Linked DNA regions of Mus musculus: regions 2, 3 and 4 are each linked to region 1. A link is a contact called in public HiChIP or PLAC-seq data. All regions are on one chromosome and are shown on one strand. Each heading gives the region's core, a stretch centred on a gene start, on an enhancer-like site or on the middle of the called end of the contact. The rest is flanking DNA. Distances are from core to core; before and after follow the strand shown. Region 1 overlaps Gm51545 (a long non-coding RNA gene). Region 2 has its middle 8.0 kb from the start of Tango6. Region 3 overlaps Cdh1 (cadherin 1). Region 4 holds the start of Cdh1 (cadherin 1).

Region 1 (3,187 bases), core at 240-2,739:
GCATGTGTGTGTGTGTTCGTGTATGTGTGTGTGTGTCCTGTCTGTCTGTCTGTCTGTCTCTCTCTCTCTGTTTCTATATTTGATCCCATATGATAAGTTGCAATCAAAATTCAGGAGCACAGCCAGGCATGGTGCAGCATACCTTTGATCTCAGCATTTGGGAGGCAGAGACAGGTCAAGGCCAGCCTGGTTAGGACAACCAGGGCTGCATAGTGAGATCATGTCTGAAACAAAACAAAAACAATTCAGGGTCATTAAAAGTATTGCATAAGATTTGCCTCCGAACCATATAATAGAAGGCATGTATGAAATAAATCGCATTTGGATTTAGACTTCAATCCCATCCCCAAGTCCATAATCATGTACCTATAAATTTTACAAATTTGGAAATAAAATAAAATAAAATAAATTCAAAACAATTCCGGTCAAAGCATTTTGAATAAAGGATATTCAGGGGTTCCTACTTCATAAAACTTCACAGTGATTCATTGAAAATGCTCGGTGTATAGAAAATATTAACGTTGATGTCATTGGTTTTTTTTTTTTTTTTTGGTGGTAGGAACCAGAGACAGGGCCTCTCTAACCAGGTACATGCTCCAGCCACTCCAGGTAGACATAAGATCAGAGTGATTTCTCCTCTTTTGAGGTTTTTGCAGCCCTCATGCACCAAGCCTCTTCTAGAGGCAGCCTCATCATTAGGCATCAGTGTATAACCGACCACTCCCAGAGCCTAGCAGCTTCAACAATTGCTCATGAGTCTGTGAGCCTGTCTGGTGGTTCTGTGGGTCTGAGCAGGCCCAGCTCATCTCCTGTGGGCTCATTCAGGGGTCTAGCCACAGACAGCCGCCCACATCTAGAATGGCCACACTCACAATGTGGAGCAGTTGGCTAGCTGTCAGCTGGGATGAGAATGAGTGGACCACGATGCCAGCAGTCCAGCCTGGGCTTGTTTTCCCGGCAGTGTCCATAATGACAGAACAGAGCTTGCCCCAATCTTTTCACCACTTTTCATCACTGCTGCCCCAATCTTTTCACCACAAAGCCAGGCCAGAGTCAGGGACTGGGGAAAAAGACAACACCTTTTAGGGAGGAGGAGCCAGAAGGCCAGCCCTGAGTCAGGGACTGGGGAAAAAAGACTCCACCTTTTAGGTAGGAGGAGCCACAACAAGACCAGCCCAGAGTCAGGGACTTAGGAGGAGTCATGAGGTCATGTTATAAAGGGCTGATTATGAAGGACAATAGAGGTTTCTAGTTTTTTTTGTTTTTTTATATCAAACTACGTTTACCCACATCTGGGGGGAGGGGTGTTCATTGAGAGAGAAGTACGATTTCAGCATTAGAGTCAGATCAAATGTGATTCAAACCCCAATTCTAGGACTTGTGAGGCCTCACGGAGGTTCACTGAGATCTCAGGCTCCAGTCTCCTCACAGGGCCTGGAAGGGTGGTGGCCATCTGCATTCCTGGTACTTGGGAGGTAGAGACAGGAGGGTCAGGAATTCAAGGTCATCCTCAGGCTGTCACAGGGCCCAACTGAGGTACACGGAGGGAGCAGTGCTGACTCACCGGGCACACCCAGCAAATGCTCCACACACACAGGTGGGAACAATCCTGACTCTCAGGGCTCACCTTGGGCTCCCGCCTCTGCTTCCCAAGGCTGAGAAAAAGAAGGAAACAGGCCAGCTGGGAACTGATTTCCATGGCAATTCCTGGAATGGCAATTACCAAGTAAGAACTTAATTAGAGATCTTTGGGGAAAAGGAGAGGGGGATGCCATGGGGGAGGAGGAGAGAGAAGGCTGGAGGAAGGCAATAGAGGGAGACCAGGAGAGAGGAGCTCACCCACCAGAAAGAGTCCCCCAGCCCCTAAAACTGTGTGTGTGTGCATGTATGCATCTGTGGTGTATGCACATGTGTGTGTACATCTGTGGTATATGTATATATATGGGCATCTGTGGTATATGCATGTATATGTGCATCTTTAGTGATGCTTGAGTGTGTGCATCTGTGATATATGTATATGTGTGTGCATTTGTGATATATGCATGTGTGTGCACATCTATGGTGTATATACATGTATGTGAATACCTGTGGTATATGTATATGTGTGTGCATCTGTAGTATATGCATGTATGTGTGCATCTATAATGATTATACTTGAGTGTGTGCATCTGTGGTACATGTGCATGTGTGTATGCATCTGTGGTATATGTACATGTATGTGCATCTGTGGTGTGTGTACATATGTGTGCATTTGTGGTGTATGTACATGTTTGTGCATCTGTGGTGTATGTACATGAGCATGTGGTTTGTGTGAATCTGTGGTATATATACATGTGTCTGCATTGGTGGTATAAGTACATGTGTGTGCATCTGTGGTATATGTACATGTACGTATGTTCAGATGTACTAATAATGTATACATGAAGCCAGAGCACAATATTGGATATCTTTCTTTATCAAACTCCACCATATTTATTTTAAAGGTTACCTTCTTAAAAAATTGAATATTTTCTTTATTTACACTTCAAATGTTTTCCCCTTTCCAGGTCTCCCCTTCGGAAACCCTCTATCCCATCCCCCTGCCTCTATAAGGGTGCTCCCACCCTGGCATTCCCCTACACTGGGGTATTGAATACCTCTCCTCCCACAAATGTCCAACAAGACCATCCTCTGCCACATATATGGTCAGCACCATGAGTCCCTCCATGTGTATTTTGGTGGTCCAGTCCCTGGGAGCTCTGGGAGGGGGGTGTCTGGCCTGTTGACACTGTTGCTCCCTCTATGGAGCTGCAAACCCCTTCAGCTCCTTCGTTTCATTTTATGTGTATGAGTGTTTTGCCTGAATGTATGTATGCATGCATGTATGTGTTCCACTTGGATACAGTGAGGATCAGAAGAAGGTGTTGTATGCCCTGAAACCAGAGTTAAGGATGGCTGTGAGTCACCATGCGAGTTCTGGGAACGAAAGGCAGGTCTCTTGCAAGAGCAGTCAGCCCCTACCTTGATTTTTTGAAACAAGTTCTCTCACTGTCTCTGAAGCTGGTTGGTTCAGCTAGGGTGACCTCCATGCTTCTGCAATCCCAGCATCTTCAGTGGCATCACGCTTACCCACTGAACCATTTCTCTAGCCCACTACATTCTACCTAATTTTGTATTGTCTGCTTACAAAAGTATCCGGTGTTCTTCT
Region 2 (3,187 bases), core at 234-2,733, 220 kb before region 1:
AATCGACGGTCAGCCAAAATTTTTCACAGGCTTATATAGTAAAACTCAAAGGGGGAGAACTGGGCAGGGAAAGTACAAGTTTACATCACTAGGGAGTTCTGCCAAAGGAATCTACGTAACTAAGGAGTCATGTCCTATCAAGGAACCTACGTAACTAAGGAGTACCTGGTTCATTTTGAGGTTGTTCCAGGAGGCCTTTATCTCAAAAATGTTCTTGGAACAGTTTTTAGTTGGGAGGGTTCGAACTTTAGGGTGAGGAGTTTTGGGGTGAAAAGTTTAGGAGTGTTCCGAGAACAACCTCTAGATGGGAGGGGGTGGGCTCCGAGGTAAAAAGTTCATGTTCTCACAAGAGGCCAGTAATTTTTTATTCTTCAATGGAATTTAAATCCAGAGCCTCTAGTGCACGCTCTCTGCCAATAAGCTGCATTGGCATCGCCAGCAGTGAGTCTTTAAAATGTCCTTAGCAATGTTCCTCTTTGTCCTATTTATATGACTATTACATTACTAGAAGATTCACTTAATACTAAAACCATAAATCCCCCCCATTATGTTTATATGGAAATGAAACTAAGTTTGAGATTCAGATAATTATCGGAAGTTTTTTTCACCTCCACAATTCCTAATAGGGACAGTTGAAGATCCCAGTTGTCAATGTTGTTGAGTGGGTGGGTGGTTTGGGGTTGTTTTGTTTTGTTTTTTTGAGACAGGGTTGGGGTGTAATAGCCCTGGCAGTCCTAGAACTTGATTTGTAGACCAGGACGCCCTCAAACCTGAAGAGATTCATCTAAAGGCGTGTGTCACCATGCCTGGACCAATGCTAGGGTTTGCTTTTTAATTATTTTTAGCTATTCTTATTTATAAGGAATAAATCATTACATCTTTACCCCACATACATGATTGTCCTTTGCTTATACGCCCCCCACACCCACCCCAGGCCATTGTTCCCATTGTCCATTTCTTTTTTTTTTTTTTTTTTTTTTTTTTGGTTTTTCGAGACAGGGTTTCTCTTTATAGCCCTGGCTGTCCTGGAACTCACTTTGTAGACCAGGCTGGCCTCGAACTCAGAAATCCGCCTGCCTCTGCCTCTCGAGTGCTGGGATTAAAGGCGTGCGCCACCACGCCCGGCCCCATTGTCCATTTCTACCCCTCTTACTGATCCTCTTCCTGCCCCAAGTCGATGCTTTTGGGAATTCAATCTTTAGCATGCTTGCCCCTCCCCAGTAAATACTGATAACTGCACTCTGAAGACTGAAGCAGGTCGAAGAAAAGGAAAAGGAGACAATACATCAAAACCCAATCATGATCTGCTATCACTGCCATTTCCCATCTCAAGATCTAAAATTGTAAACTGTGTAGCATTGGAAATGTGTAAAATGTTCCTCCACCCTCCCTGGGGCACACTGGGCTGGAGCATGGTTGACTCCCGCCCTAGACTCCACATGTAGTCTCAATCATGGGGAAAGCAGCTTTCGGTTTAATTCATTCCTCAGAGCTAGGTCGTCTGCCCCCTTGTGGTCTATCTCATTCTTCTGGGTTCCAACCCAAACCCATCCACTTTCCAGCCTCTAAAATGAAAAGAAAACGTGGTCCCAAGGCTACCGGGGAGAAGTTTAAAAGAACCATTGTCAGTCACTGCCAATGTGGGGTAAAATGTCTGAGCTCACTTCCTGGTTTGAAAATTCACCAATCCCTGAGCGCGAAATCCCTCCTGTCCCCACCTCCCCGAAGAAAGTGAGCCTCTCCTGCTCACTGCCCTCTGCTTATTGCAAGAGCAGAGGCAGCCACCCTCTTCCCTCCTTCCCCAATAAATCTTTTTTTTTTTTTTTTTTTTTTTGGTTTTTTTTTTGAGACAGGGTTTCTCTGTGTAGCTCTGGCTGTCCTGGAACTCACTTTGTAGACCAGGCTGGCCTCGAACTCAGAAATCCGCCTGCCTCTGCCTCCCAAGTGCTGGGATTAAAGGCGTGCGCCACCACGCCCGGCCCCAATAAATCTTTTGTGTGAGGTTTGTTATGAGGTTTGTATCTAACCTTGAAACAAACAAAACAAGTGTATCTAACCTTGTGGTACTCCTTGGCTCCCTACTGCCAGGATATCTTCCCCCCTCAGAGCTGTAACACTTACAGGCAGTATTTGCAACAGGGGAAAATGGTTACTCTTCTTCTCCATCTCTTCCTCAAATGCTGTGGCGAAGACGCGCACGCAGACACGCGCGCGCGCGCGCACACACACACACACACACACACCCTGAGGATTAAAGACCACCACTGCCTGGCTCCTGTGGACATCTTTACATGGGGAGATGTGTTTTATGGGAGAATACACAACCTTGAAAGTGACATTGATGTTCTTCCATTGTGTACATCCCTCCCAGGCTTTTAGAACTAGACAATTTTCCTTCAGTATATGCACAAATTCATCCTGGGAAAAATTACGAAAAGTGATTGAATGTTGTACAACTTCAGGTTCTTGAGCTCAGCAGGCTAAGGCAGGATTGCTTGAGTTTGAGGCCAGCTGATCTTCATAGAGAGTTCAAGACCAGTCAGGGCTACTGGTCTCAAAATATGGGGGGTGGGATGCGCAGCAAGATGGCTCATCAGATAAAGGTGGTTGTCACCAAGTCTGACACAAAACTTGAGTTTTATCCCCAGGACTGAGAAAACCCTGGTGCCTACAAGGTCCTATGACTTCCTCATGCACAACCACCTGAACTGTACACACACCGAATAAATCGTACCCACAAATAAATGTAATTTTTTTAATTAAAAAAAAGGGGGGAGATGGAAGGAAAAGTTGAGTGAGTGAGGGCTTGTCTCACAATCAAAAAAAGGAGAAGAGTTTGATTCCTAAAACCCACATGAGAAAAAAAATCTAGAGCCAGGTGGTGGCCCAAGCCTTTTAATCCCAGCACTTGGGAGGCAGAGGCAGGCTGATTTCTGAGTTCAAGGCCAGCATGGTCTACAGAGTGAGTTCCAGGACAGGGCTACACAGAGAAACTCTGACTAGAAAAAACAAAAACAAAACAAAACAAAACAAAATTCTTAAAAGAAAAAAATCTAGAAAAAGCTGGTGTGCACACTGGATCCCTGGAGTCTACTCGGTAAATTTCTACCCTGTCTCAAAAAAGCAAATAAACAAAACAAACAAATAAACAGGGCTAGAGAAATGGCTCAGAGGCTAAGAGAGAGCA
Region 3 (3,187 bases), core at 292-2,791, 190 kb before region 1:
AACTCTGAGAACACCAAGATCAGCCCAAGGAGCTGGGTGTGCATTGATGTTTCCCCAGGGGAAGGTACTGAATAAAGAAAGCTGCCAAGGGACTAAGTCAACCTCACCCAGTGGGACACCTTTCCTTAACCAGCTGTGCTATGCACTGGTCCCCATGGGAATTAAGACCCCTGAGCATCTGTCTCTTAATTGGAAAACCTACCACAGTAGTCACCACCATCACCATTATTACCAGGAAACTCCACAACCTCAAACTGGGTGTGGTAGTGCACACCTGCAATCCCATGATTGGAAAGTCTGAACTAATACTTTCAATTACTCTTGTCAACTACTTTGGCCACATTTTAAATATTTGCAGAACACTATCGTTCCAGGCTCCATTTTAAGCACTTTACAAACATTAAACCGTTCAAACCCAGAACTTTATACAGTTGATATATGCTTTGCTTTCTATATCTTGCTTTTTCAGACTGGGTCTCTTCTCTGTACGTAGCCCTGGCTGTCCTGGAACTCACTCTGTAGACCAGGCTAGTCTCGAACTCACAGAGATCTGCCTGCCTCTGCCTTCTGAGTGCTGGGATTAAAGGCGTGCGCCACCACGCCTCTGGCACATCCTCTTTTTACAGATGCGGAAATCGGCAAGGCTGGGATTTAGACGAAGGCAATCTGAGATCTCTTGCTCCTTGATTGCATTCCTTGCCTCTCTATAGAGGGTCCTTGCTCTGGTGGTGGTCTTTGCCTTGTATTTCCTTAGGCTTTTATTTTTGTATGTATGGGTCTGTCTCTCTCTCTCTCTCTCTCTCTCTCTGTGTGTGTGTGTGTGTGTGTGTGTGTGTGTAGGTCAGATGATGACAACTTGCAGGCATCAAGTCTCTCCTTCCATGTAGGTCCCTGGGATCAAACTCAGGCTGCCAGGCTGGGCGGCAAGCATTTTTACCCACTTAATTCTTTTCATCCTCTAGCCCCTTACTATATATGTGCACAGGGGTGTATGTGGCAGGGGATATATGGGGGTCAGAGGACAACCTCATGGGGTTAGCTTTATGCTCCTGCTGTTACATATATCCCATGGACTGATATGCCACTGAGCTACTGGGGAGGGGTGGTGCAACTTCTCCCTGCCCCCATCCCAGCCTTGCTGAGGCCCCTTCAGCATGGGCTTTCTTTTCCTGAAATTATACACTGCTGAGTTCAGAGCTTAATTGGTTCACCCCTAAATGAGGGCTCTTCACTGCTATTCAAGACTGTCCCTGCCCCACCCCAATTGTTGGCAATGCAATCGAAAACTTTGCATACACAGACTAGCCCGTGCTAGTACCTCTATCATGGGCATGAATGATAACTGGAGAAAACTGATAGAAGAGGGGTTGAGGTGGGCTTTTTTCCCCCTAAATACAGCTCTGTAGTAAAGCATTTGCCTATAACACGTGTAAAGTTTTGAGTTAAATTACCAATAGGGGGCAGGGGAGGGCTGGTCTCAATCCTAGCACTTGAAAGTGGAAAGAGGACCAGAAATTCAAGGTCATCCTGGGCTACATAGCAGATTAGATAGAGGCCAGCCCAAGAAACATCAGACTGCCTCAAACTACCCACCCAAGAAGGGTGTGTGTGTGTGTGACATTATTGTTTCTTTGTTGATTACAATTAAAATAAATTCTTTAAATGACAAAAAACCAAGAATGTCTTTTTAGTATGCCTAAGTTTTATATTCATTGTAAGCACCCCATCTTTTAGCAGGCTTGGCAGAAGTAGTAGCTAACAGCAGAAAACCCTGGGGACATAATTCAATACAAATAAAAGGCAGGGTTGGTGAAAGCCTCTGGTCACGTGGGTGGGCGGGCGGGCGGGCAAGCGCGAGCCTTCGCTACATTCTTTTCCAGTAATTGCCATCGAGCCAAGGCCAGCCTCACTTGAAGGATCCCATTTCTTCTTCCACTAGGGTGGCCATCTCTGGAATGTGAGTGGGTAGAGACAAGGAATCTCAGAAGCCTCTGAACATCACAGAAAATGCTGGGGCTCGAGGACAGGGTCCTGTCACCAAGGGCAGCTAACCATGGTTGATCGCTTTAGCAACTAATAGGTGATCCAGTCTCTGGGAAACTGTTTGAAAATAGAACCCTGCTCATACCATGCACAAGGCAGGACATGAAGAACAGGTGTTTTTGTTTTGTTTTGTTTCTTTTTTTAGACTGCCTCCTTTGTTCAAACCTCTTCTCTGAGTATCCTTGACGAGAGAGGTTCCACAGACAACTCTGAGACCTCCGTTCAGCTATACTTAAAGGACCATTTATTTATACACAGGTGGTTGGCTCAAGGTAACAAAGGTATGATCAGAGTTTTCCTTCTGAGCTCCAGGGTTACAGAGCTACACTGCTACTGTGTATCCCAAAAATACCTCTGTATTTTCTGACTCAAACTCTGAAGACCAGAAGACAAAAAGTTTTACCCTGGGCTGGAGAGATGGCTTAGCGGTTAAGAGCAGTGATTGCTCTTCCGGGGGTCCTGAGTTCAAATCCCAGCAACCACATGGTGGCTCACAACCATCTGTAATGGGACCCAATACCCTCTTCTGGTGTGTCTGAAGATAGCTACAGTGTACTTCCATATAATAAATAAATAAATCTTAAAAAAAAAAAAGTTTCACCTGAAGGATGAGGGGACAGGAGTAGACAGTCTCTTGTTTTGTGGTTCAGTATTCCTTTCTAAAGTCTTCACAGATGTCACCACCCAGAAAACCTCCCCCCAGGTCATTTTCTTAGATGACATTGGGCAATGCAATGCCGGAACTCCCTCCTTTGATGTAAAATATTAACATGTCTCATGTATGAGGTTGATGATACCTTTGATAGGTGTCCACAAAACTAGAAAGGACTACAAGCTTGTGAAACAACCACTCCCGCAGGAGATGTCACCATAGCTTTAGAAACAGGGCATGGTGGGGGTGGGTGGGTATGGGGGACTTTTGGTATAGCATTGGAAATGTAAATGAGCTAAATACCTAATAAAAAATGGAAAAAAAAAAAAAGAAAGAAAGAAACAGGGCATGGACAAGCTACCCTTTGTTGCCAAGGACACATGGGTTCACTCAGATAGGTCGCTATTTGTGTCCATCTCTTGAAAGCTGAAGACAAGAACTATAATGTTCTGTTTATTAGGTACAGAAGCCCTGGGTTGGATACACCTAGTC
Region 4 (3,187 bases), core at 300-2,799, 150 kb before region 1:
TATTCCTTGGGAAAGCAGCACCTGTATCGAGTATTTTTATCCTTATGAACAAAAACCACAAGTCATTATGAACCGGTTCCTCAGTGACTATACCTAAATAGTGGGAGTCAAATCCCGGTTCAAATGCCTGCCCTGCTGACCCTGTGAAGTCACTCTATGAGCCTCCAATTGCTCATCATTAAATGGAACTACAGTCCAACTGGCTCTACCCAGCAGGTTTGGCGGTCTGAAATGATAGACCGGCTCCAGTAATCAGTTGGAGGAATACCGATGACCTCTAAATACCCTTGGCCCATTTCTGCCCCGTATAAATAGCAGAGCCAGACATATCTACCTTGATCAACCACAATCGATAAATAAGACTCCCAAATCTGCCGTAAATTCCAAGGAAGAGTTTTGTCCATTCCACCCTACCAGCATGGTAGCACGATTTCTTGGCGCCTTCACTACCCGACCCCACTCGGCCGAGTAACACCATCAGTTTCCCTTACCTCTGCCCAGGACATGGCCTCTCTCCAGGTGCCTCTCCGGCACCGGGAAGGTGTAGACCTCGGAACTGAAGCCGGGACTGCAGGACTCAGGCTCCAGCTCCTGGCAAAGCCATGAGGAGACCTGGGATGGAGGTAAAGTAAGCAAACTGGTGACTTGAGGGGGTTCCCAGCAGCCCACACCGAAACCAAGGGTAACCCTTCCCTCGCCTCGGGCGCCGGGATTAGTGGGGAGGACCCCCCTCAGGGCACACAGGGACGCTATCCGCTCATCCCGAAACCAGCCGCCAAGCTCCAAAAGCCTTTGGGGGAGGGGACATCTGGGGCCACCACCTGGCAACCTAGTCCACCTTCCTCTCCTAGCTCCATTTGCATCTCACTGGAGACGCCTTGACTCTTCCGGACACCACTTTCCTTCGACCGCGAACGGTCTCAACGCACACCCGCAGACTCCTCTCGGGTACCCCAATCTACGGTCCCTCCCTAACAGGACAGGTGCTTTTATAATACTAAAATCCCTTCCCTTATCTCGGATCGTCCGCGCTACTTCAGCACCCCACCTTCTACAGGCAGGCCCCCATCCTGCTCCACGCCTCCTCTGTCTCAAACAGGGACCCTGCTCAACCCGGGGACCCGGGAGCCGGCAGCGTGGCGCGCCCCCACCTGGGAACCTGCGCCAGAGGCGACCACTCCGCGCCCGCCTGGACCTCCCTCCCACTCCACCGCACTCAGCCCCGCACCGCGCAGCGCCCAGGGCGATCTGGCCCTCCGGATCCCAACTTTCTTGGAAGAAGGGAAGCGGGACCACAGCCGGCAGAAAAACACAGCGAAGCGGATCATGGGGCACGAGTCAGGACCCTCCACATACCTGCAGCAGGAGCAGGAGCGCGGAAAAGCTGCGGCACCGGGCTCCCATGGCGGACCCGGCAGACGCCGAGCAAACACTGAGCTCGGGTGCGGTCGGGCAGGGCCGGGTTAGGCCGGGCAGGAGTCTAGCAGAAGTTCTTGGGAACTCAGTAGTGCGCCGCGGCTCCCACACCAGTGAGCAGCGCAGAGGCTGCGGCCGCCAGGTGAGCCCGCAGGCACCGCCCCCGGCGCCGCTGATTGGCTGGGGACGCACCTGCAGGTGGCAGCCAAGGAACTGCAGGGCCCTCAACTTCCTCCACCCCTGTCTGTAGTTGGTGGCATGGGGCCGGCCTTAGAAGACTTCCCAGCTTCCTATTCCACGGTCGTTCGAATCCTAGCCTAGCTGTGCTCTGACCCACGGAGACATGGAGTTACAAAGGACTTTATTCATCATCTAGGTTTCCGTTTTGTTTCTTATGTTTTTATTTTCTTTGGTTGGATGAGTTTGTTTGCTTAGGGATTTTAAATGACATTTTAACATGGGGGGAGGGGTGCGTGCGCGGGCGAGAGCGCGATCCTGTGCTCGCAAACGCACGTGCCACAGACCGATTGTGGAGATAAGACGACAGCCTTCAAGAGTCAATTCTCTTCTTCCACCAAGAGGGTCTTGGGATTGCATTGCCGCCATTGGCCTTTACTGACTGAGCTATTTCTCCGACGGTTTTATTTTGTTTGGTAGCTTTTTTGTTTGTTTGTTTTCCAACTCAGGTGGGCCTGGAATTGTCTTAGTCTTAGCCATCCTCCTGTTTCAGTCTCCCGAATGCTGGGATTGCACAAGTGGGGTACCAGACCAGGCTAATCTAATTTTCTAACACCTGACCGGCTCCCTTTTGAGACATAGCCTTGCTATGTAGCCCAGCATGGCTTTAAACTCATCATTGTTCAAACTCAGCCTTCTCACTTCTGGGATGGAGCTACAGGTACCCACTACCTTACTGCCCGGCTAAAATCTGTTCTCTTAACTTCAGTTCTCAGGACTAGGTAACCCAGACTGGCTTTGACCTTGGGACCCCCAAGTAGCAGCATCCTATGCATCCCACATCCATCAGGTTTTTTGTTTTGTTTTGTTTTGTTGTTGTTGCTTTTTATTTTAAATCTTTTACTTACATTGTTCTCCCTCCGTGTATGTCTATGTGAGGGTATCAGATCTCCTGGAACTGGAATTACAGACAGCTGTAACTACCATGTGGTTGCTGGGATTTGAACCTGGGTCCTTTGGAAGCAGCCAGTGCTCTCAACCACTGAGCCATCTCTCCAGCCCTCCTCATCAGTTGTTCTGTTGGGTTTTATTTTTTAATAATTTATTTTGTTTATGTGTATTGGTGTGAGGATGTCAGGTCCCTTGGAACTAGAATTACAGCCAGTTGTGAAATGCCATGGGGGTGCTGGGATTTGAACCCGGTCCTTTCGAAAGGCAGTCAATGCTCTCAACCGCTGAGCCATCTCTCCAGCCCTCTCCCATCTGAGCTGGAAGAGATGTTACTCAAATCTGTTATTTACCTACAACTTGATATCGTGTAGCAAGTCAACGTGTTAAAGGAGGAAAGTCCAGAACTCAAGCTCTCCTGTTCCAGAGATTGAGACGTTTAATACCATAGTCATGGCATAGCCACCTGCACCTGAGAATTCTGTCCCTGGTACATAATTTTAGGATCAAAAATAAAATAGACAAATATTAGATTAGTTTCCCTGTCTGCCTATGGCCTGCCATGTCCGTGTTGCTTGGATATATGAAAACAAAGGCATCTCTCATTCCTATTGGTCCAACCTTGGCAAAACAGAGATTGGGGATG

Evidence for each region. HiChIP or PLAC-seq counts read pairs in DNA pulled down with a chosen protein or histone mark.
Region 2: a contact with region 1 is called in an H3K27ac HiChIP or PLAC-seq map of embryonic stem cells, with 6 read pairs. The contact joins two enhancer-like sites. A contact is called at or near these places in 3 of 39 promoter capture datasets (cranial neural crest, frontonasal cranial neural crest and maxillary cranial neural crest), 4 of 484 Hi-C or Micro-C datasets (B-cell progenitors, bone marrow-derived macrophages, embryonic heart and 1 more) and 1 of 115 datasets of contacts at active chromatin or transcription factors (embryonic stem cells).
Region 3: a contact with region 1 is called in an H3K27ac HiChIP or PLAC-seq map of embryonic stem cells, with 5 read pairs. The contact joins two enhancer-like sites. A contact is called at or near these places in 4 of 484 Hi-C or Micro-C datasets (bone marrow-derived macrophages, embryonic stem cells, nephron progenitors and 1 more), 2 of 115 datasets of contacts at active chromatin or transcription factors (embryonic stem cells and stem cell-derived neural progenitor cells) and 1 of 9 other capture datasets (adipose tissue).
Region 4: a contact with region 1 is called in an H3K4me3 HiChIP or PLAC-seq map of embryonic stem cells, with 16 read pairs. The contact joins the promoter of Cdh1 here to the enhancer-like site in region 1. A contact is called at or near these places in 1 of 39 promoter capture datasets (cranial neural crest), 2 of 484 Hi-C or Micro-C datasets (both in embryonic stem cells), 5 of 115 datasets of contacts at active chromatin or transcription factors (embryonic stem cells, epiblast stem cells and forebrain) and 4 of 9 other capture datasets (adipose tissue, liver, macrophages and 1 more).

Annotation. Positions count from the first base shown.
Region 1 is chr8:106,449,858-106,453,044 of GRCm38.p6, reverse strand. The region is part of intron 1 of Gm51545 (a long non-coding RNA gene); the gene reads left to right. Among named protein-coding and RNA genes, the nearest start is that of Gm51545, 16 kb to the left of the region's middle. Within about 2 kb of position 1,489, at least 22 of the 459 cell types and tissues checked have an H3K27ac peak or open chromatin away from gene starts, as enhancers often do. A contact at or near this core is called in embryonic stem cells, where this site is marked.
Region 2 is chr8:106,673,462-106,676,648 of GRCm38.p6, reverse strand. No RefSeq gene overlaps it. Among named protein-coding and RNA genes, the nearest start is that of Tango6, 8.0 kb to the left of the region's middle. Within about 2 kb of position 1,483, at least 18 of the 459 cell types and tissues checked have an H3K27ac peak or open chromatin away from gene starts, as enhancers often do. A contact at or near this core is called in embryonic stem cells, where this site is marked.
Region 3 is chr8:106,643,430-106,646,616 of GRCm38.p6, reverse strand. The region is part of intron 2 of Cdh1 (cadherin 1); the gene reads right to left. Among named protein-coding and RNA genes, the nearest start is that of Tango6, 38 kb to the left of the region's middle. Within about 2 kb of position 1,541, at least 37 of the 459 cell types and tissues checked have an H3K27ac peak or open chromatin away from gene starts, as enhancers often do. A contact at or near this core is called in embryonic stem cells, where this site is marked.
Region 4 is chr8:106,601,712-106,604,898 of GRCm38.p6, reverse strand. Cdh1 (cadherin 1) reads right to left here and starts at 1,549. Exons shown (of 16, transcript NM_009864.3): 1 at 1,357-1,549; 2 at 492-612. The coding sequence starts at 1,404.